Regions from separate parts of the Gossypium hirsutum genome. Here region 2 is linked to region 1. A link is a contact called in public Hi-C data. All regions are on one chromosome and are shown on one strand. The core of a region is the stretch at or near the end of the contact, and the rest is flanking DNA. Distances in the headings are between cores, read along the strand shown.

Region 1 (2,945 bases), core at 268-2,767:
TAAGCATCATTATTCATCTGAAGATGATGCTTATAGACATCTTAAAGGTGAAAAGAGTCGGCATAAGCCTTCATCATCATGCGGATATGAAGATTATTCTAACTCAGGTTTAGAGCGCAGAAGTAAACATCATCGTCATCATTGAAACCATAAAGTTCCCATAATTTGCACTACACTGAGAATCTGGTCGTTTGATTCTTTTTTAGCATATACCAGAATATGACGATGATGAAGAGTAGGGGAAGTATACTATTTTGATAGCTTAGAAGCATAAGAAATGGAGTATCCTTGTCAAAATCTTATGTACACGTTCATAATTTCAGTTTTGCTATCAAAGGCATTTTTGTCTGCTAAACTTCAATTGTACCTGGTTTTATGGCTTAGATTTCGAGTCAGCCTTGAACCTGATGAAGTTAAATGGACGCTGACCATCTCGTCGGGTGTTTAGAGATTGATGAACCATCGAGTTTCTCTTTGTAAAACAGATTTATGCAAAGCTTGGAGGCATTTGTTGCGCGTAGCCTTTTGGTGATATTATTGTGAGGAGCAAGAACGTTATATAGGTATTGTTAGTAATTTTGTGATCTGCGTTGCAATCCCTCAATGTAGGAAGAAGATCGTATTGTTAGTAATTTCTCTTGAAGGGAAGAGATCTTTAGTTGCTTTCTCATCCCAGTAACATATCAACATTCTTGGAATTTTAGTTCAGTGTACATGTACTTGATGCCCCGCCCAAGAATGAGACCCAAGCCCCACTAGCCCTGCTAAATGGTGATTCAACATAGATTCTACATCTCGGAACCAAGTCAATTTTGTCAATTAAGAGATGAAGGGAAGGGATCTTTAGTTGCTTTCTCATCCTAGTAACAGTTGAATGAATTTTAACTTAATTGGCATCATGAGATCGGTATAACATAAATGCAAACAAAGATTTTGTTACAGTTTCTTTCTTACATTTTGCTAAGTTGGTTCAGTGATTATCATTTTGTGAATTTATAAGTATCAAATCCGATCTTTTATGAGATTAGAAGTATGCTCTAACTTTGAACACTTGCTTGTATATAGTCTCCTCTCAACAATGCTTTTATACACCAGCAGTATTTTTGCCCTAGCTATTTGCATTATTCAAAGTGCTGAATGGAATAGTTATGGAGAATCGATCAGGTTAAGTTATGAATGAAAAATAGATCTTAAGATCCTATATGTGTCAAGTGTAATAAATAACGATAAAGTATTATGGAGATTTTTATATTAAGAGTACGATTATATTTTGTCTCTTCCACTTAAAAAATAAGCAAAGTGGTCATTGTAAAGTAGTTATCTTTTTAAAATTTTTATCAATTTTTGTAGTTAAACGTGACATGTCATGTGTAACTGTTTAGATTAATTTTTTTATAGGAAAGATTATTTTACTTTTTTATTAACTAATTTACTTATTTTTAAATTTTAAAAACTAAAATACAATGTGACTTTTTTAGTATACTTATCGCAAATGGCTGAATCTCTCATACAAACAAAAAGACATTAGGATTTGGATGTGAAAGTCAAAATCTAAAATTTGCTTTTAAGAGTGTAGGGTACAAACATTGAAAGGCTTTCCCTAATGCTTCAGCCCAATTATTCTTCTCTATTCGATTATAAGCCCAATTAGGGTAACAACAACCACTTTACTTTTTTCTCTTTTTCCTTAAAAAGAACACAAGTTTCCTGTCTCACAGACTTAGGGTTCACTGGCCAAAAAGAAAAGAGCTTAGGGTTTTAGGAGCTGAAAACTGAGGGAGAGACAGCGATGATGGCTACATCAAGACTGTTTGGCAGGTGCGGCGGATTGTTAGAAGCGGCGAAGGCTTTCTCTGCTTCCTTCGCTTCTTCGTCTTCTTCTTCTTCCAGTGGAAATGGAAGGGGGCTTATGCGGGTGATACCTGTCTCTCCACAGCTGGCCAAGTTCCTTGGAGCCTCCGAAGCTTCTCGCACCGACGCCATTAAAAAGATTTGGGACTACATCAAGCTCCACAATCTCCAGGTCCAAAACCCTTTCCTTTTTTGTCTTCCAATGTTACTGTTACTTTAGCCTGCTCTCTAGTTATTGGTGGAACAATTAGAGAGAATATATTAATCATGTTTGTTTTCATGGTAGTTTCAATCCATATTCTCATTCAAGTTATCCTAATCCCCCCAAAAGTAAAGGATGGCTCTTTTTTCTGTATTTGTAAACAAGAATAAAGATTTCTGCAAGTCACGCCTGTTAGTCAAACAGAAAATATGCTTGATACCATTTGTTTGTGAAGAAGGAAAACAAAGTTATAAAAGGAGCAGCATTTTGCATTTTGTTCTACAACTTTTCAGTAAAAATATAAATCCAAAAGCTCCTTTGATGTTTAAGTCTATCAGAATTCACATTTTTTTTTATGTTTGTTGTTCAACTCTTTGAAGTTTTCTTCTTTAATCCCACCTAGGCTAAGTGTTAATTTATGCTTTATTTTAGTACCATTAGTATTTATGTTTTTAAGATTGTTGTTATGCAAGGAAGCTTGTATAATCCTAGCAATATTGTCTGTCTTTTATTTGCTTGACCCTGTAATTTGCTTGCTGTGATGTTGTTCAGAACCCTGCAAACAAGAAGGAGATTATTTGTGATGAGAAGTTGAAGACGATATTCGCCGGGAAGGAGTCTGTCGGAATGTTAGAGATTAGCAAATATCTCTCCCCACATTTTCTGAAATCCAAATAAACTTTGCCTTTGCCTTTGCCTTTGCCTTAGCGTTAGCCTTTTGTTGGAACTTTAAGACTTAAGTTGCATTGTGATGAATCTGAAAAAATGCTTTTGTCATTAGTCTTTTTCAGTACAAATGCTTAGACCCCTTTTTTCCCCTCGATGGTTGAATATGGTTGCTTGTTTAGAAAACCCTGTATTCATCCACCTATTGATGAAATGACGTGGAACA
Region 2 (2,700 bases), core at 201-2,700, 130 kb before region 1:
TATAAAATAAAGAATTATTAGTACAAATATAAATATTCAATTAGAAAAATGAATAAAAACTCTTATAAAAAATAAGATTTCTTTAAAATAATCGAAAATTTTCCATATCTTTATTACAAACAAGTAATGAGAATAGCAAAAAAAAAAAAATACCAATTGCAATTAATTTATAACTAGTCAATGTGGAAAAAATAATACTCCAACCAAAGTAAGTTAATTGATAGGTAAAATTTTCTTAGCATTCTTTTTTTTATATACAGAACTCTAACCATAACTTCAAATTAAGCTTCATATGACCATACAAACACGCCTAAGTAATTTTCAACTTTGCATTTTTAAAAGTTGTAGTTCAAATTTGTGAGGTGTTCAATCTGTTAATCGGCCCGGACTACCATTAATTGAATTAATCGACCCTTTTAAACCTTTAACCGTTAATGGAATCGAATTTTTTTTTAAAAAAAATTTAACTGAATCGAATTTTTTCGATTAATTTGGTCGGTTAACCGAATTAACCGAAATTTATATATTTTTAGTTAAAACAAGTATAAAACATATAAAAAAATTAACCGGTTTAACCGACCGATTAATTTATATTTCCAAAAAATTAACCAAACCGAACAGACCGAATACTTATATATTATAATATTATTTATTAAATTCAGTTAATTCGGTTAACCGATTTCGAACCAAATTAACAATTAAACGAACTTCTAAAAAATTATTAACCAACTTCCGATCGAATTAATTTAATTAACCGACCGATTAACCAAATTCGATCGATTAACCGAATTAATTTGGTTTTATCCGAAATTTGAAATTTGCTTACCTTACAAATCTGTCAAAGGAAAAGACTGGTTTTAGGTTTTTGAGAATTTAGCTTTGAGGCTTGACGATCTCTTCTATTATTTTTATCATATTAAAAAAAAAAACGTTTTTACATGTTTTCAACGCTGGACCGCATGCAGAAGGCTATCCAAACTTATCCAACTATGAACAAAAGAATATATTTAATCCACCAAATATGAACAAAATAATATTATAGACAAATTCTAGGTGGTTAACCTTTTTAATGAATTTAATTTTTAGCACAATTTCAGGTTAAATTTTTTATATTTTTCTAAAATTTTAAATTTTTTTATATCTTTCTAAAATTTTAAATTTTAAATTTTAAATTTAATCTTTTATTTTTATTTTTTAATAAATTTAATCTTCTTATATTTTAAATTTTAAAATTTAAGTTGAACAATTAATACCGTTTAAATTTATTGTTAAATTCAAATTATTTACTAACTATATAACGACCAAATAAATATGTTTTTTATTTTAAAATATCAAACACAAATTTAACCAAACAATACATACTAACAGTTAAAACTTAACAAAACAATTAATGCTAACAGTTAAACCTAAAAGTATAAATTTTTGAAAATGGCATTTTTTAAGCTGCTTATTATTTTTGTCTGAGTATCGTCGCGTGGAGCCCGGTCATTGACGGGTCCTAGCTGTTACCGTATCGATTATGTTGAAGGGAGAGGGAGATGAAGAAGAAGCAGCCACCTTACCCTCGCAATCTTCTACGCTTCCCTCCCCTTCCAAATTTCCAATTCCATGCCATCATCTCTCTTCTTCTTTTTCTTTTCTTCTTAAACATAACTTTCGTTTCAGTCAATTCAAAAACTAACTAATTTTGGTTTTGAAATTCAATTTTAGCTTCCATCTTGTCATGGATTTTGGTAATTTCTTGTTTCTTCTCCTTAAATCACTCTTCATTTGCTTTAATTCATCGTTTTTTTTTTGTTTTTGTTTTTTATTTGCTCATAAGAATGTTGTGCACAGTATATTGCATGCCAGCGGCATCAATGTTTTCTCAAACATTTGCTGCTGATCATTTCTTTATCAGGTAATTCTTTGAACTTGTTTCTCTTTTTTTTTCATTTTTTTTGCTTTATTAGGTAATTCCGTGATGATTGAATCTTTTTTTAATTCCTATTTTATATATCTAGTTATCTAATTTGCTAAGTGGGGTTTACTATAAAACTTGACAGTTGGGTATCTCGTAATCAGTGTGGGCTACTAGAATTTTTAGTATAATGTAGTGACGGAAGAAGGATTTTTAGTAGGAAAAAAAATCCATGGAATATCCGTTTATTCTTTAATCAGGTATGATCATCATCACCATCATGATCACAAGGACTTGAGGAGATGGAGGAGTAGGACCACTGCTGCTGCTTCTGCTTACCCTCTCTTTTCCAATCCTAAAGACTCTTCTTCTCGTCACAAATTTTACCAGGAGGTTTCTCTTGATCTATATACTATATATATGCATATATGTTGTTCATCCATTCTGGATATCTGCATCACCATGTTAATCAACTTGTTATTACTTTGATTATCTTCCAGTCCCATTTTTTCTAGTATTCTGTTAAACTTGAATGGACTGTGACAGGCTCTAAAGACTGCAAGGGACAAGTTCGCTCAGGAGATCTCCTTCCAGTCTGAAGATAAAGACGTTTCTCTTGCTAAGGTATGGATATAATGAGTAATGGTTATCAGCTTACTTCCTCGTCCTTTTTCTGTTTGACCTTCGCTAAATCATTTGTTATTTGAGGAGGTATTGGTCATTGCTTCGTTCATGCTTTTGAAACATAAGTTGGAAGTTTTATTTTTTGTTTTTTTGTATCTTTTTGTGTAGGCTTTGCT

Evidence for each region. Hi-C and Micro-C count contacts between places; a contact is called where the count stands out from the background.
Region 2: a contact with region 1 is called in a Hi-C map of leaf, with 2.2 times the contacts expected there. The contact joins the promoter of LOC107929441 here to the promoter of LOC107929407 in region 1. A contact is called at or near these places in 6 of 34 Hi-C or Micro-C datasets (callus, hypocotyl, leaf and 1 more).

The regions. Positions count from the first base shown.
Region 1 is chrA08:110,327,339-110,330,283 of Gossypium_hirsutum_v2.1, reverse strand. It overlaps LOC107929407 (upstream activation factor subunit UAF30), which reads left to right and starts at 1,517. Exons shown (of 2, transcript XM_016860820.2): 1 at 1,517-2,023; 2 at 2,606-2,945. The coding sequence starts at 1,790. The coding sequence ends at 2,731. LOC107929455 reads left to right here. Exons shown (of 7, transcript XM_016860882.2): 7 at 1-1,111. The coding sequence ends at 145.
Region 2 is chrA08:110,460,382-110,463,081 of Gossypium_hirsutum_v2.1, reverse strand. LOC107929441 reads left to right here and starts at 1,450. Exons shown (of 9, transcript XM_016860860.2): 1 at 1,450-1,900; 2 at 2,161-2,293; 3 at 2,447-2,524; 4 at 2,693-2,700. The coding sequence starts at 1,824.